2 separate regions of the Sus scrofa genome follow, and region 1 is linked to region 2. The links are chromatin contacts, called in public Hi-C maps. All regions are on one chromosome and are shown on one strand. Each heading gives the region's core, a stretch centred on a gene start, on an enhancer-like site or on the middle of the called end of the contact. The rest is flanking DNA. Distances are from core to core; before and after follow the strand shown.

Region 1 (6,569 bases), core at 3,472-5,971, 480 kb after region 2:
GAGAGAACGCTGCTGTGGCTCCTGAGGGCCGAGCAGCAACCCCCCCAACCCCGAGGCCAGGGTCTCCCGTGTCCCGTGTCCATCACACGCACTGCCTCCCTGCTGAAATGTGGCTTTGACTTGGTGGCACTTTGAAAGCAGTTCTTCCAGGGGAGATGTCCCTGAGATTGTGGGGCCCTGGACTGCTGTCCCGAAATGCTCAGTCCCAGGCCTCAGGGTCCCCTGGCCCCTCCGAGCCAGGGTCAGAGCATCAGTCGGGCTTGGTGCCTCCCACCCCCGCTGGTGGGCGCCTCTGACAGCTCAGTGCTGCTCTGTCCAAGAGAGAGTGCGGGCGTCCCCCACTTGGGGCACAGCCTATGGCCAAGGGGCTGCCCCAACTCTCTGGCAGCCGCGTGAGCTGGCGTGGGCTGTGCAAAATGGCCTTGACACAGAGAGAGCGCCCGGCTCCCATCCACGCGCTATTCAGGCCAACAGGACCTTTCTACTGCTCCCCACCTGTTTCCCTGGTTCAGCCCTGCTTTCTACGTTACCAAGGGGACTTGCAGGCATTTGTGACGGAAACAGGAAAGATGCCGAAAGAAGGGTGAAACCAGCATAACGTGTGCTGTGTTTCTCTCCCTGGGGTCCTGCGTGGAGAGACGCCTGCCCCCTCCCGTGGGGGCCTGTGCCCAGAGCCATCTCCTCCTTAGATGATTTTCATCCTCGGGACTCACCTCCAGACCCCCGGCCACTTACACGCCTCCTTGACCACCTCGCGCTGACCACGTCCTGTGCTCGTCACCTCAGCAGCCCTGCGTGGGGGGCTGGCCTGTCTCCCTCATTTTCGGCTCTTCCTAGGCCACATGGCTCCTCGGAGGCGGAGCTGGGCTTGTGATCCGCTTCCATCTGACTCCAAAGTCTGTGCTTCCAAACCCCTCACTTGACGGCCTCCTGCCCCAGCCTGGTGCCAGCCCCCCACCCCTACCCCGGAGGGCTCCCCATCAAGGTCCAAAAGCTGTGCCCGCCAGCCCAGAGGAGCCCCCCCAGGACCTGTCAGGCTGGGCTGCAGGGAGAAGACATCAAAAATCTGGTTAGGGCTGCGTATTAACCCCTTCGACGGCTGACCTTCGTGTCTGCTCTGTGATGCTTTCACTAGCGCAGGTGCACGTTTACAGCGCATGTAAATCACACGGGGAAGCGCGCCTGAAGTTCTCTTGCCAATTTTGGAAGCGAGTGAAAGGACGGAGCCTAATGCTGTGGAGACAGACCAGGCCCCCCGGGGCCTCTGCCCGCCTCTGCGGTTGGTTGGTTCCCAGCATCTTCCAGGCGCCACTCACCGCCCATCTTCCCAACAGCTCCGTGCGTTTCTATAAAAGGAACATTGCTTCAAGCAGCCCTGGAGTGCGCAGAGGGCCTTCGCCACCAGAGATGGGATATGGGGTCTGCAGCTATTGCCTGCCCCCGAGGGCATCCAGGCCTCCTGGAGGCATGGCTGGGGGCAGAGGGAGAGCATGGGGAGGGGAGTGTGGAGAGACCCGTTTTTATTTATATTTTTAGGGTCACACCCACAGCACATGGATGTTCCCAGGCTAGGGGCCCAATCGGAGCTCTAGCTGCTGGCCTACACCAGAGCCACAGCAACGCGGGATCTGAGCCGCGTCTGCCACCTACACCACAGCTCACAGCCATGCCAGATCCTTAAGTCACTGAGCAAGGCCTGGGATCGAACCTGCAACCTCACGGGAACTTCAAGACACCCGCCTTTGGATGCCACCAGTCCCACAAAGTCCTGAGGGAAGGTCCTTTCCAAATTGACGCCTTCCTCTGACCGACTGTGGGATTTGGGGCGACAGGGGAATGCGGGTGGGGAGGGTAAGTGGGGCGGCTGCAGGGCCACCTCCACGTCGTCCTCGGGTGGGAATCGGGGTTGTCCACACAGCCCTAGAAGCAGAGAGGGCCTCTCCTCGTTTCCAATGAAATGCTCCTGGCAGACCTCGTCTTCTTGTCTGTAGAGTAACCAGACCTTCTTTACAGGGTAGTTACGGGAGGTCAGTGCAACGCCAGTGTCTCCTAAGACCACCAGGCAGATCACGCGACAGCAGGAGGTAGAAATACGTGCAGCCCTTGGCATACAGTAGGTGCTCTTCCATGCAGATTTTCTTCCGCTCTCGGCTGCTTGCCAGCCGTGTGAGACTTAACCTCCCAAGGCCTTGGTGTCTTCCCAACAGTGCGAATCGATGTGTGACCTTTGGGCTGTGATGGAATCTCTGGGCCTCAGCCCTTCCTCTGTCCCCTGCAGCTCTGGTGGTTCCTGCTTATTAGCCAAACATAATCGTTCACCTACCAGGGGCCACTTTTAGGACAGGAAGTTAGAAACTGCAGGTTACACTGTGATGCTGAGAGAGGAGAGGGGTTAGAGCTGGGGGTGGGGCCTGGCTGGGGGAGGGGACGTTAGAGCTGGGGGTGGGGCCTGGTTGGGGGGGTTGGTTAGAGCTGGGGGTGGGGCCTGGCTGGGGTGGGAGAGGAGCTTAGAGCTGGGGGATGGGGCTGGCTGGGGGAGGAGGGTTAGAGCTGGGAGGAGCCTGGGGGAGGAGGGAGGCAGAACCACCCTGGGTTCCAGCTCTACAGCCCTTAATGGGAAATGAGAGATTTCCCCAGCAATTGCTTTTAAGTGACTATTGAAATTAACACCTCATTCCAGCACCACATCTTTGTTAGAACATTTTCCTCTCAGGGGGAGTCAAAAAAATGGGGAGGAAACATTAAAAACCTGAAGTGAGCACTGCTTGCTGGAATGGCTGAGCGCGGGGAGGGTGGGGGACGCCGGCTGGTGGAGCAGCCTCAGGTCTGTCAAGCGCCTGAGCATCAAGTGCTCAGGGGGACGGGGACGCTGGTCAGGGCGGCCCCCGCCCATCTCCCTGCCACCCAGGGGTGACGCAGAGCTGAGAAACGGACACGCGGAGGGGTCTGCGCTCACGTTGAGCTCGGCCATCAGACCCCCGCCGTCTGAGCCTCGGCCAGGAGGCCCTGGACTGGGATGTGGCCTCTCACGGGCTTTGGGGCCACGTCCCAGTCTGTTTCCTCACTGAGGTCAGGGCCCCATGGTAACAGCCACAGCTACGATTTTTGAGCACATCCTGGGTGCTGGGCACAGTGCTGGGTGGGGGGGGACTCTGCTGGAGGCCCTGGAGCTGGGGTTGGTCCTGGGGAGGGCATCGTGAGCTGGCATCCCTGCGTCTGTCATTTGATGTTGGACCTGCTCCGCCTGCCTCCAGGGAGGGTGACGGGAGAGAGCGTTTGTTCCGTCTGCCCGGCAGGCCTTGGGCCGAGCACTCCCTACACTGCATCCCCTCAGTCCTCTGACGAGGCGGGAGGCCGGCATCACGGCCACCCAGGACACTGGGGATCAGAGGACAGGCCGTGAGGAGGGGCTCGGGCTGTTCTACCGGATTTAGAGCAGGGAGGTAACAGGACAAGAACCTTAAAAATAGGAACAGGATCCTGTGCTAGTCATGGCTGCTCTTGATGAAAAGGACCTGGGGCTTCAAGGGTGGAAACAGAGGCCTGAGAGGTGAGGGCCTGGCCGGGCACGGGAGTGTCTGCACTGGGATGGTATCTGAGCGGGCAAACCATGAGAGTCACCATCCACCGTTGTCACTGTAGATATCGGTCGACCCCCCACCTAGTCACCTTGCAGGGGGAAGTGACCACAGAGGCTGCACGGTGGCCTTGCACCCGCCTTTGCTGCCTGGGTTGTTCTGCCTGCTGAGCCTCCGGGAGGGAGGTGGATTTTCGGTTTCATGTGATGCAGGCGCTCCCTGCGTGGAGCTGCCCTGGGTGTCAGCGTTGCTGGGGAGCCTGGGTTTTCTGCCCCTCCAGAGAAGAACCGTGACAGCCTGGTTCCGAGGGCAGCCGGCTGGCTGCCGGCGTGGGGGCAGCTCTGTGGGACACGGCTCTAAAAGCGCTGCCCTCACTGCTCCCTCCCGTGGCCCTATCAGAGGCCCGGTTTCTGCCTGCATCTTGGGCCCTGGCACCTGCTCTGCTTGAGAACCCCCATCACTGCTGGGTCCCTCGCAAATCTCTCTAGCCTCCTGATGGAAAGAGAGCAGCTGCAGACACTCCATCTGAACCCACACGGGGCTAGCAGAGTCCCCTCAATTCAGACAAAGCAGCCTGGCAACTGTGTGTGGTTAATGCACTCTCTTCACACCTGCATGGCTGTGTCACCTTGGGCAAGACGCTGAGCTTCTCTGGGCTTGTTTGGTCATTGGTAAAACGAACAGCAGATGGTTCCTAAGGCTCTGGCCATCTGCTCTGAACCTCTGTGACTCCTGCTGGGATCCTGCAGCAGGGTTTTTTTCTTCCGAGGGTGAGGCAGTCATGAAGTGCAGAGAATGGTCACAGGAAGCTGGCCAAAGTTGGAGCCTGGGGACCCTGGGGACAGAGATCATGCTGTCCACGCTCTCCCAGGATGTGCCAGTTTACAGGCTGCTTTACTGTTGCCATGACAACATTGGGAAACTGAGCGGAGGTCAGGACAAGGGTCCGGACAAGCAAGCCTGGTGGAAATTCCTACTCAAGAAAAGGCTGTGGGCTGAGCCCAGGGCCAGCAGCTGGTTTCCTGAAGCTCAGCTTCGACCGCATCACCGAGGTGCCTTCCCCAGCGTGTAACAGAGCGGCTTCCTGTCTGCAGCCGGGAGCCGGCGAGCGGCAACGGTGGGGCGGTCTCAGCAGCCGGCTGTGATGAGAAGCGGGCAGTCAGGCTGCATGGAGGGAATCTGGGCGGCTGGCCATTGTCTGTGAAGGGGCAGCCTGACAGCAGCTGGAGGACGTGCACCCGGAGCAGACGCTCCCCGGGGGCCGGATCAGGAGCAGCTCCCACGCTCCACCTGCCGCAGAGAGGCTGGCAAAACTCTGGGGCTTCCTCTCTCCTGCAGAGAGAGCACCGGCAGGTTCAGAGTCTGGCCACCCTCTCTCGGGCCCCGCCGAGATCTGGGGAGAGCCGGGGGCCTCAAGCGGATGTGTCCTGAGAGATTGTCCTCAAGCCCTTGGATGGAGGTTTCAGCCAAACTCCCCACCAGTGGTGGGTCAGCGACGGCAGGTCAGCCCAGGTCCTTACTTGCAGAAGGAAGGCAGCCATTCAGGCTGCTGTAGGAACCAGCAGGTGGGAGGGTGGTGACGGAGACCAGCTGGATCCTGAGGCCAGCTCATCACTCCCCAAGGATGCAGCCTTTGGGGGGATGGTTTGTGCCCTCCCCTGTAAAATGGGCATAGATCAGGGAGTATGTAGACATGAAGGGGGCTGATACTGGCACATAGCAAACGCTCGCTGCCTGGAGGACAGACCCCCGGTCTCAAAGCTTGTTCCATGACCGAGTTAGAGGAAGAAGGAATCCTTTGCAGCCCAGCACTGTGTCCTCTGATAAGCCTGGTCCCCTGGGCGTTGAGAAGACACGGGGTGGAGCGAAGGGAAAAGGTTAGACCCAGCTGGAGGACACGGTCATGGAGCCGTGAGAGGTAAGTACCAGAAACCCAGTGGCCCCGTGTAGAAGCACTCCCTAAATCCTCACTCGGTCCCTAGAAGGAGTGTGAAGGTGTCAAGCTGGCGGGGGGGCACTCAAACCAAGTGGACGTGGCAGGTGCCTTTCACGCTGGAGGGCAGATATGTTTCTAGACATGTCCATGTGGTGTGGAAGTTTCATAAATTGAATCATGCTGCCAAAAAGGTTTTATTCAAGCATAACCCACTGCAAAGTATGTAGATCACATGCTGAACACACCTGTGAAGCCCCCTCCCTGTGGCCTCTCTGGTCACGTACCCACCGAGGACAACCACTCTCTTGATGTGGAAGAACATGGGTTAGTTTTCCAGGTTTTACCTTATTTAGAGGATTCATATCGTTTATACTCTTTTGTGTCTGTCTTCTTTGGCTTAACCTTGTGTTTGTAAATTTCATCCGTGGTGTTGGGTATAGTCGTGAGTCCATTCCATTGCTGTGGAATATTCCATCATCGAATATATCACCGGTTAGATCCATTCAGCCACTGATTGGCATGTGTATAATGACCAGATTTATTCTGCAAGAAATAGGTGTATCCTAACACAGGCCTGTTGGGAGGTGTGTGTGTGTATATATTTATACATACATTCGCCCATTTCTGTTGGGGGGAGTCTTCAAGTCAGATGTTATGCATATGTTCAGTTCTACAAACATTGTCAAACAGGAGTCCTCTGATGGCTCAGTGGATTAAGGATCCGGCGTTGTCACTGCTGTGGCTCAGGTTCAGTCCCTGGCCTGGGAACTTCTGCATGTCGTGGGCACAGCCAAAAAAAAATATACTGTCAAATAGATTTCTGTATCAGTTATTCCACCCCCCCCATTAGCAGGGGTAGGAGTGTTCTGTCCCTTTGTCAACAGTTACTGTATTCTGTGCTTTTTCATTTTAGTCATGCTGGTGGGTGTCTATTGGTTAGGTTATGGCTTTAATTTGTATTTGCATGCCGACTCATCAAAGTGAGCATACTTTTCTTTTTTTGTTTTTAATCTTTATTCTTTTAAATTAAAAAAAATTTTTTTTTTTGCTTTACA
Region 2 (5,928 bases), core at 1,820-4,319:
CTCCTAGTTCGGCAAAGCCCCGTTTCTGGTCTGCCTCTCCCAGCACCAGCCTACACGAGCGGCTCTGAGTTCAGGTGAGCGGCAGAGAAAGCCAGGCTGTCTGTCCCACACTGACCCCCGCAGCTGTGACTCACCCAGCTGCTGCAATCCCACTGCTGCCTTGCCTCAAAATGTACTGGGGGCTGTAGGGGCCCCCAGAAAGAGGTGGTGCTGTCTTCCAGGAGTTGAACAAGAATTCCAAAAAAGACTCATGGTAGATACGGGCTCTGAGAGGGTATTAGGAAGTAAATTTCATGAAGACAAAAAAGAAAACATTTCTGTCAAAGTTCACGCATAGAAAAAAGTGATATTAAGTGGTTTTCCTTAGTTAGAGGATTTTGAATCGGTAACCAGTTAAGAACAATGAGTAATTTCTAGAGCAGGTTACGAAAGCCGTATGTACTATGACATTTGAGCAGTACTTAAGGATTACGTAAGAATATATTTCCAGCTGAAAACTCAAGAAAACATAAAGATGCAACAGAAAACAAACCTGGTGTCCGATATGGTTTTGGACTTAAGACTGGGAGCAAAAAGTGCAAGAGTGTTAGGGCTATGGCACAAAGGAAGAGGTATTTTGGATTTTAAGTCGAAGCAAGTGCTAGAGATCTTTAAGAAAAGTCAGAGGGAAAAATGGGCTTTTCCTGTAGACACAGAATTCTGCTCTCCACAATCATACTAATATGTGAAAGCCTTAAAGAAGTAAACGGTTCGTGTTTTTTGGTCTCTTTAGGGCCGCACCCTCGGAAAGTGGAGGTTCCCAGGCTAGGGGTCGAATCAGAGCTGAAGCCGCCAGCCTACACCACAGCCAAGCAATGCAGGATCCGAGACTTCTGTGTAACCTACACCACAGCTCACAGCAACGCTGGATCCTTAACCCACTGAGCAAGGCCAGGGACTGAACCCGTGGCCTTGTGGATGCTAGTTGGGTCTGTTAACCATTGAGCCTCGACGAGAACTCCCAGTCTTTTTAAAATCAGAGAAGGACCTCCAAGTGGTTGCTGTAGATCAAGAAGTTAATCCCAGAGGAGGAGGAATATGAGTGTTCACTGAGCACCTACCAAGTTCCCGGCACTTAGGCCGAGCACGTTATGCACATAACTCAGCGCCATCGCGTCAGCATCCTTAGCAAAGCGGCATTAAAGTCTCTGCTGTGGGGGTGGGGGCCCAGGGAAGCAGCCTGTTCCAAAGGACAGGAGCTGCTGAGCTCGGAGCTGTGACTCATCTGGGCTACGAGCCCAGAATCAAAGTTCAAGCCAGCCCATCACGGCAACGCTAGCCACACGGCTAATGCATCCTAACTAGACCAACAATCAATACCGCACTTCAAAGGTAGGCACCAGAACATCAGCTTCAACTCACGACACTGGTCACACTGTATTTACAGAAGCTAAGCTGGGGTTAGGGACCTGGGGAGTACGTTTGGTTTTAAATCAGTAGCTCTTTGCTGATCTTTGACGCTTTTGATTTAATTGTGCTTAATACTACGCAAGCTATTTTAAAAAAAACGAAGTTTAGGAGTTCCCGTCGTGGCGCAGTGGTTAACGAGTCCGACTAGGAACCATGAGGTTGCGGGTTCGGTCCCTGCCCTTGCTCAGTGGGTTAACGATCCGGCGTTGCCGTAAGCTGTGGTGTAGGTTGCAGACTCGGCTCGGATCCCAAGTTGCTGTGGCTCTGGCGTAGGCCGGTGGCTACAGCTCTGATTCAACCCCTAGCCTGGGAACCTCCATATGCCGCGGGAGCGGCCCAAGAAATAGCAACAACAACAACAACAAAAGACAAAAAGACAAAAAAAAAAAACAAACCCAAAAAAACGAAGTTTAAGATTTGACACGTTTTTGGAGGCAGGGGAATCGGTGCGCACACCGTGAGGGCATCTACACACAGGGTTAGCCTTGCAGGGGGCCACGTGCAGGTCCGGTCACGCTGGGGACCGCTAAGCGTTTCACGGAGCGGAAGTGTTTCAGCCTGACAGGTACTCCCGTCTGCGGCCGAGGCCCTTCTCTGCAGCCCAAAGAAAGTTTATGAATGTCACCTGGTGCTTCAACTGGCTTTGCACCTGTGAGCCTGTGAGGCCTGGCGCTTCCTTGCATTTCTTAGGTTCTTAATCAATAAGAGCCTGTTAAAAATCTAATACGTGGCGTTCCAGTTGTGGTGCAGCGGAAATGACTCTGACTAGTATCCACGAGGATGCAGGTTTGATCCCTGGCCTCACTAAGTGGATTAAGGATTCAGTGTTGCTGTGGCTGTGGTGTAGGCCGGCAGCTGTAGCTCCAATGCAACCCCTAGCCTGGGAACTTCCATATGCCTCGGGTGCTGCCCCCCACCCCAAATCCAACAGTGTACTTAAAAATACTTAGGAAGGGAAAATTTTATGTGCATCTTACTAGAGTTTTATTTTGAACGTTCACATTTTTTTCCCTTTTCTTTTTGGCTGTGCCTGTGGAAGTTCCTGGGTCAGGATTGAACCCATGCCATAGACGTGACAATGCCAGATCCTTAACTTGCTGTGCCACCAGGGAACTCCTGAATCTATCTATCTATCTATCTCTTTTTAGGGCCACACCTGTGGCATATGGAAGTTCCCAGGCTAGGGGTTGAGCTGAAACTACAGCTGCCAGCCTACACCACAGCCACGACAACTCGGGATCCAAGCTTCGTCTGTGACCTACACCACAGCTCATGGCAACGCCAGATTCTTAACCCACTAAGCGAGGCCAGGGATCGAACCTGCATCCTCATGGATTCTAGTCGCGTTTTGTTATTGCTGAGCCACGACAGGAACTCCCCTGAACTTACATTTTTAAAATCTGGAGTTTTCGTGTCTATAAAAAGTAACTGCACATTTGTTACATCTGTGGAGTTAACAAAAAGATGGCAGTGTCGGCGGCAGAGGCCTGGTGGGAACAGCGGAGGTGAGGAGGTGGGGGTGCTGTGGCCCAGGGTGGCACGTTCCACAGTTCCTATTAAACGTGCGATGTTGCCCCAGCAGTAAAGTATGCGATCTCAGCTGACAGGCCGCAGTCTGATCTGCCAGGGTCCCTGCCCTGCGATGGGGGTTAACTGTAGTGTCCATTCAAGGGGGTGGAGGGAGGCCCAGAACAAGCCCTGTTTCTGGTGTGTCAATGGTGGGGTCTGCAGAGGAGACAGAAACTGGGTCACAGGATGCCCCCACGTGTGGAGGGCCTGAAGCCAGAAGAGAAGGGTGGGGTAGGACCAGGCCGCCCTCCCCCACTGCGGGGCTGGGACGTCTCACCCTCTCCTGTCCCTGGACTGGGGTTACCTTGCTGGCCCCGTCTCTCACCTCCGCCAGGACTGAACCACATCCCCCACTCCCTAGGGCCTCCAGCTGGGAGTGAACCCCACAACGGTCTGTCCTCTGGAGAATCCTCACTTTTTTTTTTTGGCTGCATATTTAGCAGCTTGATGTGGAATCTCAGTCCCCAGACCAGGGACTGAACCTGGGCCGCAGCGGTGAGTCCGAACCACCAGACCACTAGACGACCAAGCACTGAGTCCTTGGCCTGGAGATGCAGGTGGGCCCTCACAGAGACCTGGTTAAAAGCCAGGTGAAGAAAGACGGAAGAAATTAACACAACACCGGAGTTCCTGTCGTGGCTCAGTGGTTAACGAATCCGACTAGGAACCATGAGGTTTGCGGGTTTGTTCCCTGGCCTTGCTCAGTGGGTTAAGGATCCGGCGTTGCTGTGAGCTGTGGTGTAGGTCGCAGATTCGGCTTGGATCCCGTGTTGCTGTGATTCTGGCAGAGGCCGGTGGCTACAGCTCCCATTAGACAACTAGCCTGGGAACCTCCCTGTGCTGTGGGAGCGGCTCAAGAAAAGGCAAAAAGACAAAAAAAAAAAAAAAAAAAAGAAATTAACACAACACCAAATCAACCACGTTATAAAATTAAAGGTGAAGAAAGTGGCTTTGTCATGTCCATCCGTCGCGTCCGAAAGGTGCTAGAGCCCTTGTGGCAAGCCTCAAACACAGCAGGCATCTCAGTTCTGTGGGGCAAACCCTACCCACCAAGGAGACAAGAGGCTGAGACTGAAGCCCCAAGTCTAAGGTTCAAGGGCGTAAGACGACCTTCCACCAGCAGGTGGCGGCAGAGGACTTTGTGAGCAATTCTGGCGGCGGCTCTGAAATGCTGGAAGGTAGCTTGCAACGGCTATTGTCTAAGTCATTTATGTGTTTGGATTCCGCTCAGTGTTATGTATGCATATTACTGAATAAAACATTCACAGTGTATCTTCCACCAGCAGCCGAGCTCCAATTCCAAGCTTCTGAGTCCTGACTCCGTAGGCTCCAGGGAGGCCCTCACATCAAATTGCTTTCCTCCCAGAACAGCCGCTCTGTGCCCCAGAAACCACTGCTTAGAGAAGGGGGAGAGCTCTGGCATGGCCGCACCGCCGGCTGGCTACCAGGTGTGTGCTGGGGAAGGCGCCGCCTGCCAGCTTCTCCTGGAGGCAAACCTGTCCTCCCTGCGCCCGCCTGGCCCGCATCTCCCCGACCTCAGGCTGCCCAGCAGGGCCCAGGGCTGGGAGGGGCCCGCCTCGGCTCCGGCAGGGAGGACGCCGGCTTCTCCGTAAAAAAGGTGGCACGTAGGTAAGGAAGAAATTCTCACACTGGGTACTGAGCTATGGTTTCTTCCTGCCTTTCCCAGAGACCCCAGGGGCCCCTGAGCCAAGGCCATGGAGCCGCGGGTGGGGGGCTTGCTCCGAGGTCTGGGCCGACCCTGGTTGAGCCTCTGCCAGCGCCGCTTTCGGGGTCATGCAGTCCAGGGTGCCAGACGCCTCTGAGGCCTGAGATGCCAGGATGGGCGGCAGGAAGGAGGCCGGGCCGGCCCAGGCAGGCAGCGCCCAGCCGAGAAAGGGCGTGGGCGAGGCCGACCCCGCGGTCAGCGGCACCTGCCACTTCCGCACCCATCAGAGCGCCGGGCTCTGGCTGTGGTCACCGGCGTGGCACCTGCGGCACCTTCGCTGCGGTCTGGGGCAAACCCTTCCCGCCCCTCTCAGTCCACCTCTCCTGTGTCTCTACTGCGGCAAAGGGAGGGATCCCACTGCGCTAAGTGGAGACAGTATTATTCTCACTGTGCAGGAGAGGAAGATGAGGCTCAGAGAGATGGAGGAACGTGCTGTTTCCCATGCCCCCGTGCGCTGGGCCAGCCTGAAGCCCAGTCGGTCCACGGCCTCGGCGCCCTGATGGTCAAGGCTCCCCCACGGCAGCTAAGCCCCCTCCCTGCCCACGAGGCCAAAGCAGCTTCTTCTAAAGAGAAAGCTGAACGACGCTGGCCATTATGAGGGGGAAACTCTCACAGGAAAGCGGCTGCCACGAGGAGACGGAATACGCGCTTCGCCCCCTCCTCCCTGGTGCACACGGATCTGAATCGGCGTCAAGGGTCGGGAAGGCGAGCAGTGTGGACGCTGCACACGCTCTCGTGTGCCTTCTGCCAGCCCGGATTTCTCCCCGAGCCCCCATTACATTAGCCTGAGTCCAGCCCTTTCCCATTCCCGCTGTCCCTCCCTCCCTGCCCTAAGGTGACGTCTTGCCTGGATCAGGCCCGGGACGTGCACACGACGCCTCCACCTGCGGCCCCTCCAGCGCCGACACGTGATGCTGTCACCTGCCTGCCTGAACAAAGACACGTTCTCCCTGCGCAGGTGCCCGCCTCCGCCTCGTGCCCCTCGGCCCCGTGAGCTCCGCCCCTTCCCTGGGCCGCCCTACTGATCAGCCTGGGAAGCAGCCGAGGCTCCCTCAGGAACACGTGTCCTGCGGGGGCTCAGAGCTCATCCGGACGGCAGACCAGGCCTGGGAGTCATCCTGTATCTAGTGTTAGGGACAGGGGCCGCTGTCCTCGCCTTTCAGTGAGAAGATCTGGAGAAGTCT

Evidence for each region. Hi-C and Micro-C count contacts between places; a contact is called where the count stands out from the background.
Region 1: a Hi-C map of retroperitoneal adipose tissue shows a contact between it and region 2, with 2.0 times the contacts expected there. The contact joins two enhancer-like sites. A contact is called at or near these places in 4 of 47 Hi-C or Micro-C datasets (embryonic fibroblasts, liver, mesenteric adipose tissue and 1 more).

The regions. Positions count from the first base shown.
Region 1 is chr7:3,576,965-3,583,533 of Sscrofa11.1, forward strand. No RefSeq gene overlaps it. Among named protein-coding and RNA genes, the nearest start is that of NRN1, 110 kb to the right of the region's middle. Within about 2 kb of position 4,722, at least 31 of the 83 cell types and tissues checked have an H3K27ac peak or open chromatin away from gene starts, as enhancers often do. A contact at or near this core is called in retroperitoneal adipose tissue, where this site is marked.
Region 2 is chr7:3,097,267-3,103,194 of Sscrofa11.1, forward strand. The region is part of intron 2 of LYRM4 (LYR motif-containing protein 4); the gene reads right to left. Among named protein-coding and RNA genes, the nearest start is that of PPP1R3G, 51 kb to the left of the region's middle. Within about 2 kb of position 3,070, at least 4 of the 83 cell types and tissues checked have an H3K27ac peak or open chromatin away from gene starts, as enhancers often do. A contact at or near this core is called in retroperitoneal adipose tissue, where this site is marked.